Regions from separate parts of the Athene noctua genome. Here region 1 is linked to region 2. Evidence: chromatin contacts called from public Hi-C data. All regions are on one chromosome and are shown on one strand. Each heading gives the region's core, a stretch centred on a gene start, on an enhancer-like site or on the middle of the called end of the contact. The rest is flanking DNA. Distances are from core to core; before and after follow the strand shown. Region 1 holds the start of SMIM11 (small integral membrane protein 11). Region 2 holds the start of ATP5PO (ATP synthase peripheral stalk subunit OSCP).

Region 1 (3,704 bases), core at 530-3,029, 270 kb after region 2:
ATTGGGATGTTCTCCTTCATTATTGTGGCGATCTTGGTGAGTACTGTGAAATCAAAGAGGCGAGAGCACTCCAATGATCCCTACCATCAGTACATCGTTGAGGACTGGGGTGAGAAGTACAAAAGCCAGGTTCTGAATCGAGAAGACCTCAAGTGTGTGATCCATGAAAACTTGGGTGCAAGGGACAAAACAAGCCCTGGATCACCTTGACTTTTTGGAAACATCAGCAATGATTAATTATACAGCCACGTGCAGGGAACTCACTGGAATTACAAACAGCTGGGAAACTGTTCATTAAATTAACAGACAGGTCAATGTGGAAGAGAGTGCTGAGGAAATCAACATTACTGTTTCCCATGAAGACTTTGGCACAGCTGCTTGGGGAATACCCAAGAAAAAGGCATGATTGTGCTTTGCTTTGATATTCTGTTCTTCAGGAAAATAAAACCCAAGAGAATAAATAACTTGATTTATTTTTAGCTTTTTTAAAATCCAGAAGCAGATCTGGATGTTCCCACCTCAGAATAATCATGAATTAGTGGTCATACAGTAAAATATCAAAATCTCAATCTATTGACTGAACAATGTGTTATGGTATGAATCATAGGAGGTAACCTATACCTGCACACATTCCTTCCAAACTGTTTTTTTTTTAATCATCTGGCTTCCATTTTTATTTCATTATTCAATGGCAGCAAAGATTGACTCACAGCCTTCTGACAAGGCCTGTTTTATAGCAGAAGAGCTGCTAAACTAGCAGCCTCATCTAGGAGCATGTTCTGGTTGTCTAGGGCAGCTTCCAGAAGTTCATAATCTCAAATTCATTGCTGGCCAAGCTGTCTCTTCTGCTGCTCCTTGGTGCTCCAGAGCAATCTGCCTACCTGGGATGCAAGCTGGGTGATGGAGGCACTGGTTACATCCCATCAGTCAGGGCTCAGTGTAAACCACTGAGATCCTGCCTTCTGGCTTTCAGAGGAGGGATTTCTATACCCAGCTATCAAGGCTGTCCCATTGCTGTGCTTTCTAAGAGATTCCCATGTTGGGTGCTGGTTTCCACTGGCTGGGAAGTAGTTTTCAAGATGGTTTGTCCTCTCCCATGCTGCTGATATATCACAATGCTGGCTCTCAGGGAATACTTGGAAGCAGAACCAGTGACACTTCTAGTATTAAAACGTGCTTCACTTGTAAGACTTTGGGGTTAGCTCCTATTCATGTTGCCAGACTTAAAACGCTTAAGCTAAAAGTTCCCGTGCTGGCTGTCGTATCGTGTGAGCTTGTTTGTTTTTATAAAGTTTTGGCTGAAACAAGTCACGTCTGGCGCTGCATTTCCGACAATTTTGTTTTTCTCACCTTAAAGAGAAATAAAAAGGGCTTGTTTTGTTGGGAAGCTTTGGCTTGTTTCGGAGACTGGTCCTGAGATTTGGCACAGCAGCTGCTGCCATGCCCCAGATGTGCCTTTTGCTGGCACAGTAATAAGACTTTGATCCATGTCGGTCCATGAGCGCTGGGGGAGGCTCCTCAGGCCCCTGCAACCTTTTGGTGAGCCTCCCTCGCCGCAGGGTGCCCTTCTTCCCCCACCTCCCCAGCCGGCCTGCGGGTGTGTGCCGGCTCCCCCGCTCCCCCTCCAGCCAGGGAGAGGCCCCCCCTTCGGGCAGGGCGCAGGCGGAGGAGCGCCCCTGCAGACCTCGGCCGGTGCCCCAGCTGCCCCAGCACTGCCAGACCGGCTCGGGCCACGCTCCCCGCCGATACCCGGCGGCAGGTCCCGGCTCTGGCCCGGCCCTGCACCCGGTGGCGGGCTGTGAGGCCGCTCGGCGGAGGTGAGGACGGGGACCCGGACTGCTTTGCCCTGGGAACTACACCCCTGGGACATGTGGGGATTGCTTTGCCTCAGAACTGTTATTTTTGGGGGGGAAGAAGCGGGGGTGGGCTGCTCTCCGCTCCGGCCTCAGGCGGCTGCCGGGGTACGGCGGGCTGGCGGGCGAGGCGCCAGGGAGGAGGCAGGGCGAGGGGACCCGTCCGCGCTGCCGGGCCCTGCCCCGCCGGGCCCTGCCGCTGCCGCTCCTGGGAGATGTAGTTTGTCGCGCCCCCCCGCCCAGCGCCATGGCCGCCCCGTGAGGTAGGAGACGCGATTCCGGCGCCTTCCGCCCCCCCCTCCCCGCCCTCTGTGGCGCGGGCACCCGCGGCGCCGGGCGGCGGGCAGGCGGGCAGAGGTCGGTCCCCCCGGCCCCCGACCCGCCCGGCCTGCTCTGCCTGCATTGCTGCCCGCACCCCCGGCCCGCTCCCCGCCCTGCCCGTCCCGGCACCCGCAGATCCCCAGCCTTCTGCCTGTCCCCGCGCCCTCCCCCGGCTGCCTGCCGGCCGCCCTGCCCGCCTGACCCCGGCAGGGCCCCGGTTCCCGCCCTGGCGCCAGCCGGTGGGCCCGGCGGCCGCAGAGCAGGACCTGCCCCGCCGTAGCCCGCGGCCTCCCGGCCGCCTCCCGGAGGAGGCAGCGTGCGGTTTAAGAGTAGCTGGGGAGGCGCTAGCTGGCCCGAAGCCGCGGGCAGGCCCGCTGCGGCCGCCTCCCGGCGTGTGGCCGCAGGCGCGATGCACAACGGCCGACTGGAAGGGCGCCTTACCGCCTAGGAATCTGCCGAGTCTTGATGTCTTCTTAAGAAAAAATGAGGCAAATAAGTAAGAAGGAGCGACCTGAAGTTATCATTTATTGACAAAGTTTGGTTACCTCAAGTGTGTGTGTGGGTTGCTGGCTGTGCTGGTCTCCCGGTGCTGCAGGGACCAGGAAAGGTGCCCAGGGCAGGGCAGGGCTGGGTAAGGGAAGCGAAGGGATGGAGTCAGGGGAGGCTGCCGGCCCATCAGACCCTCCTGGGGCAAGGTGGTGGCAGCAGGTGAGTCCCTGCAGATTGCAGGAGCCCTAGGACATGCCTGGAATGATGCCGCGGTGGAACAGTCTGATGTGCCACTGACGTTTTTAGTTGTGATTTGATTTTAATCCAGATACCACGACTGATACATCCCATCTGCTCTGTTGTTATTTTCCAGAGTTTGAAACATGTGAGGAGCTGCCAGAGGAATCACTAATTTTTTAATTTCTGCTTTTTCAGGTATGAAGATCTTATACAGCTTTATATTTTTGATGTGCCTTGAGTTGGTGTTAGTTTAGGATTATGTATCGGTGACACTAGAATAAAACAAGTGATTACCCAGGTCTTTTTGTGGAGTGATGTCTTGACCCACCTGCACATAGAGGCTGTAAATGTGCACAGGTCCGAGTGCTTCTGACTTAATAAGCACTGAGTTTTGTGGCAGTGGTTTGTGATGTATTGTTAGTGCAGCAGCTCTGGCTCACAGTTGTTTCTACTGTGTTTCTCTGCAGCCTTTGCGTTTTGCCATATTACTATGTTTTTCCATGACCCTGTAGCCTTTTTCTTTTTTTTTGAGGAGGCCGGATCCTGTCTTGCAGATGCTCAGCCTGATGCGTCACGCAGCAGGTCCCATGTAATGGTGGGACCTCCAATGACTGTCCGTGTGGGAAGCATGCATTTTGCTTCCTGAAATATGTGTGCTAAAGCAGCACCAAGAGACGCGTGGAGTGAAACCCCATTTCTAAGCTCAGGATGCATTCAGCCATCAACTCCATTTTAAATGCAGTCAGATAATCCTAGTAGCTCACTGCTTTCTGAGGCCTTGTGGCTGGTGACTTTTACAGC
Region 2 (3,428 bases), core at 476-2,975:
AGGTACCTGCCTTGCTCTAGCTAATGGCTCGTCTGTTAGTGCTGACCTGATCTGTATGATCCTGATGACAGAAATAAGAACAGGGGCAGCTGTATCTGCAGACCAGGCTGACTTTTATCAGCCACTGGGTTCACACAGAGGAAGGCTGAAATAGGAGGAACAGGTTTAATTTTTGACGAATAGTTGTTGAATATCAAAAAACTATTTGCAGAAAGACTTTCATCTTGGTAGAGATGTTTCCTCACTACTCATATAGAAAGTACTAAAAGTAGGGAGAGCAAAGTTCAGCTAAAGAAGTTTGCCTTTTTTACTGCTCTTAAGCTCGATCTAGAGGTTCTGAACTTACCTGCGCAGTGGTGACTGTGCACAGCACTTCTCCTCGGTATGCGCTCATGATCTTCCCAAAGGCAGAAACAATGTCTGGCGTGTAACGCAGGCGACCATTTTCAGCAAGCAAATCTGGAAGAGGCAGATGCATTGTTTTAAAGCACCCGCTAGAAGTGGATTTGATTAGCTAACAGGAATACCAGGGAGCCTTTTAGATGTTTTTCTGAAGTCAAATGGTTACTCACTCATCAGGTTGACAGTAATTGGGGACATCTTCTCTTTTGCTAAGGCATCATTCACAGCTTTTTGTTTAACTGTGCTCTTGGTGTGAGGGTTCATAACAACACTGGATAGCTTGGGGTCCTTCAAGAGAGTCTAAGAGGATACACAAACAAGGTGATAAAGGTCAGGAGTTTTCCAGGCATTACAAGGCCTAACTGGCCTACCCACAGAATCACAGAATCATCTAGGTTGGAAAATACCTTGAAGATCATCCAGTCCAACCACTGACCTAACACTGACAGTTCCCAACTACACCACATCCCTCAGCTCTATGAGCCAAAGCAGACAACACGGTCATTCCTTGAGTGAGAATGAAGCGGTCTGAAGCCGACGGGAAGTGAAATGGCAGCTCCAAGCGTAGCTCATCTACAGTATGGTTCTTTCAGAGCTGACGCTCGTCCCGTATCGCTTCCAAGCAGCCTGACGCTGGGGGCGCAGCGCAGGCAGCAGGCCCGCCGGGCCAGCTGCGAGCCGGGCTCGCCCAGCTTGCAAGAGCCGAGCCCACCTCAACCCCCCACCGCTCCCAACCCGCCGTGCCGGCGCAGGCTGCACACCGCCTTACCCACACTCGGCTCAGCTCCTTCTCCACCTGCTCCAGCTTCTTCTGCTTGGTGGCGGCGGAGTACAGCGCGGTGGCGTAGCGCCCTTCCAGCCCGTACACCTGGATGGGGGGCTGGAGGGGGCGAGAGAGCGGGCGGGCGCTGAGAGCCGGCCCCGCGCCGGGAGAGCCTGCGGCCGCCCGCCGCTGGCCGGCCCCGCCGGTGACCCGCCCCCGTCCCGCCTCACCTTGACCAGCCTGGAGACCGGCCTCGCCGCCGACGTGCTCAGCTGCCGCACCTGGGGGGCGCATCACGGGGCCGGGATCGAGACGAGCCCCCCGCCTTGGGGACGGAGGCGCGCACCGCTCGAGACCCGGCGCGGGAGGCGGGTGAGGGAGCACGCGCGACACGCCATCCCCCCCGGCCCTTCCCTTCCCTTCCCAAGCCCCCCGAGGGCCGCCGCCCCCCACCCCGCCACTTCACCTTCAGGGAGAACCCCGCCGCCGCCGCCATCTTGCCCGCCCGCCCGCCGCTCGAGGTCACAGCTGAGGCCGGGCCGGTCCCGGCGGTGAGGCAGCGCGCAGGCGCGGGGCCCGCCCTCCTCGCCCGCGGGGCGCCCCGGGACAGGTAGTTCTCCAGAGAGGGGCCGTCCCTTCGCGTCCCGCCGCGCCGCGCACTGCCTGCCGGGGGCTGTAGTTCCTGAGGGCGGAGGCAGCGCGGCCCCCGCCTCCCTTCTCGCCTTGCCCGGGGCCCCTCTCCCCAGCGTCCTCTGAGCTGCCTCGCCAGGCCCTGGCAGCCGAGCGCTAAGGCTCCCCAGCCGCCTGGTCAGCCCAAGGAGTGAGGTCCGGCCCCACCGGCGGGCTGCGGCGCACCGGCGCTCCTCCCGCGGGAAACAGCTGCTTGCTCGGGCCCTGGGTGAAGCAAACGGGAGCAGAACCCCGGTGGCTGGAGCTCCAGTTGAAGCGTCCCCCCTCGTCGCCTCTTCTCACACCCTGGCGCTGAAGGTGGCTGTCCTCAGGCGGAGTCTGGTGGTGCGGGGCCCCGGAGAGGACCAGAGTGACCGGGGCAAATGGCTCCCATAGGGTGGCTCACCCCATAACCCACCACCCTTTCTCGTGTTCCTGTAAGGGTCCTGCACTTCACAGAGCCATGCACGCCTCTCCGTTCAGATGCACCAGAAGAGCAAGCGTCACATGAGTTCTTCAACAGAGAAAATGTCAGCTGTGATTTTCTCCCGGATATTTCTGCCGCCCTCTAACACAGCGAAACTACCTCTGAAACGCAATGAGCTATTTCCTCCCCTCGGATAAACTAGATCCAAACGTCTCCTGGGGCAAAGACACAGTCTCCCAGGTAAAGCATAGGGCAGGCAGCTCTGACTTTGTCTCTCTAGATGACCTTGAGCAACTCGGGTCCTGCCTACTACTTAACTGTCTTGAACGGTTAAACTCTTTCTCTCCCTAATCTTCCATCTTTTCTGTCAGAGAAGGTAAACCGCCCGCCTGCTTCGCAGAGCTGTTACAAGTTTGGGTAATTATTTTCTGTGGTGTGAGTAGCTCAGATGGGCGCTGCTATTGAAATAAAGAGCATGGCGTTAATGAAAAGCATGCTGCATGAAGTCTGCAGGGCGGACTTCAAGCACTAGATGTTGCTGTTGCTACAAATTGAAAGCGAAATGATCTCTTCAGCTACGTCAAAAACAGAATTAGAGTAACGCTCTCCAGGAAATACAGTTTACCGTCCCACCAGAAATGACTGTGTCACCAACAGGCTTTATTCTGGATGTCGGAGTTTAATTCCCTCTTCTATCCCTGGCTGCATTTGCTGTGGTGACATTCAAAGGCACAAACACAGTCCATGATAGGTTTAATCCTGATACGCTTCACAATAATTTGAATAACTACAGTACTAAGAAAAGCATATTAAATATCTAGGAAAAAAATCTTTGCTTTTCTTTTGCAAAAATATATTTTTTTCGTGTGATAATGTGCACACACTGAGGTTTTGGAATGGTGCAGAGAATGGATTTCCTTGAAGTGGGATTCCATCTCCCAGATTATTTAGTGTAATTCTGAAACACTCCATGATCTTGTAGCATTCTAATACACAGGAAGCTCTGGTTTATTGAGGCCAGTCAAATCACTGATAGCTAAGCTCACTTTAATGAATCTGGGATTGGGTCACATCCTGATAGTGCTTTCAAGAATTAAAATCAGAACACCTCTCACAAGTTAATTTTAGACGTGTAAAATCCCACAGGTGATAAATAGTTTATACCTT

The links. A called contact is a pair of places that touch in the nucleus more often than the background predicts.
Region 1: a Hi-C map of heart shows a contact between it and region 2, with 4 times the contacts expected there. The contact joins the promoter of SMIM11 here to the promoter of ATP5PO in region 2. A contact is called at or near these places in 2 of 2 Hi-C or Micro-C datasets (heart and liver).

The regions. Positions count from the first base shown.
Region 1 is chr1:163,052,458-163,056,161 of bAthNoc1.hap1.1, forward strand. SMIM11 (small integral membrane protein 11) reads left to right here and starts at 1,780. Exons shown (of 4, transcript XM_074929070.1): 1 at 1,780-1,817. It overlaps KCNE2 (potassium voltage-gated channel subfamily E regulatory subunit 2), which reads left to right. Exons shown (of 1, transcript XM_074929023.1): 1 at 1-426. The coding sequence ends at 210.
Region 2 is chr1:162,781,082-162,784,509 of bAthNoc1.hap1.1, forward strand. ATP5PO (ATP synthase peripheral stalk subunit OSCP) reads right to left here and starts at 1,726. Exons shown (of 7, transcript XM_074903461.1): 1 at 1,632-1,726; 2 at 1,396-1,446; 3 at 1,172-1,282; 4 at 573-702; 5 at 347-459. The coding sequence starts at 1,661.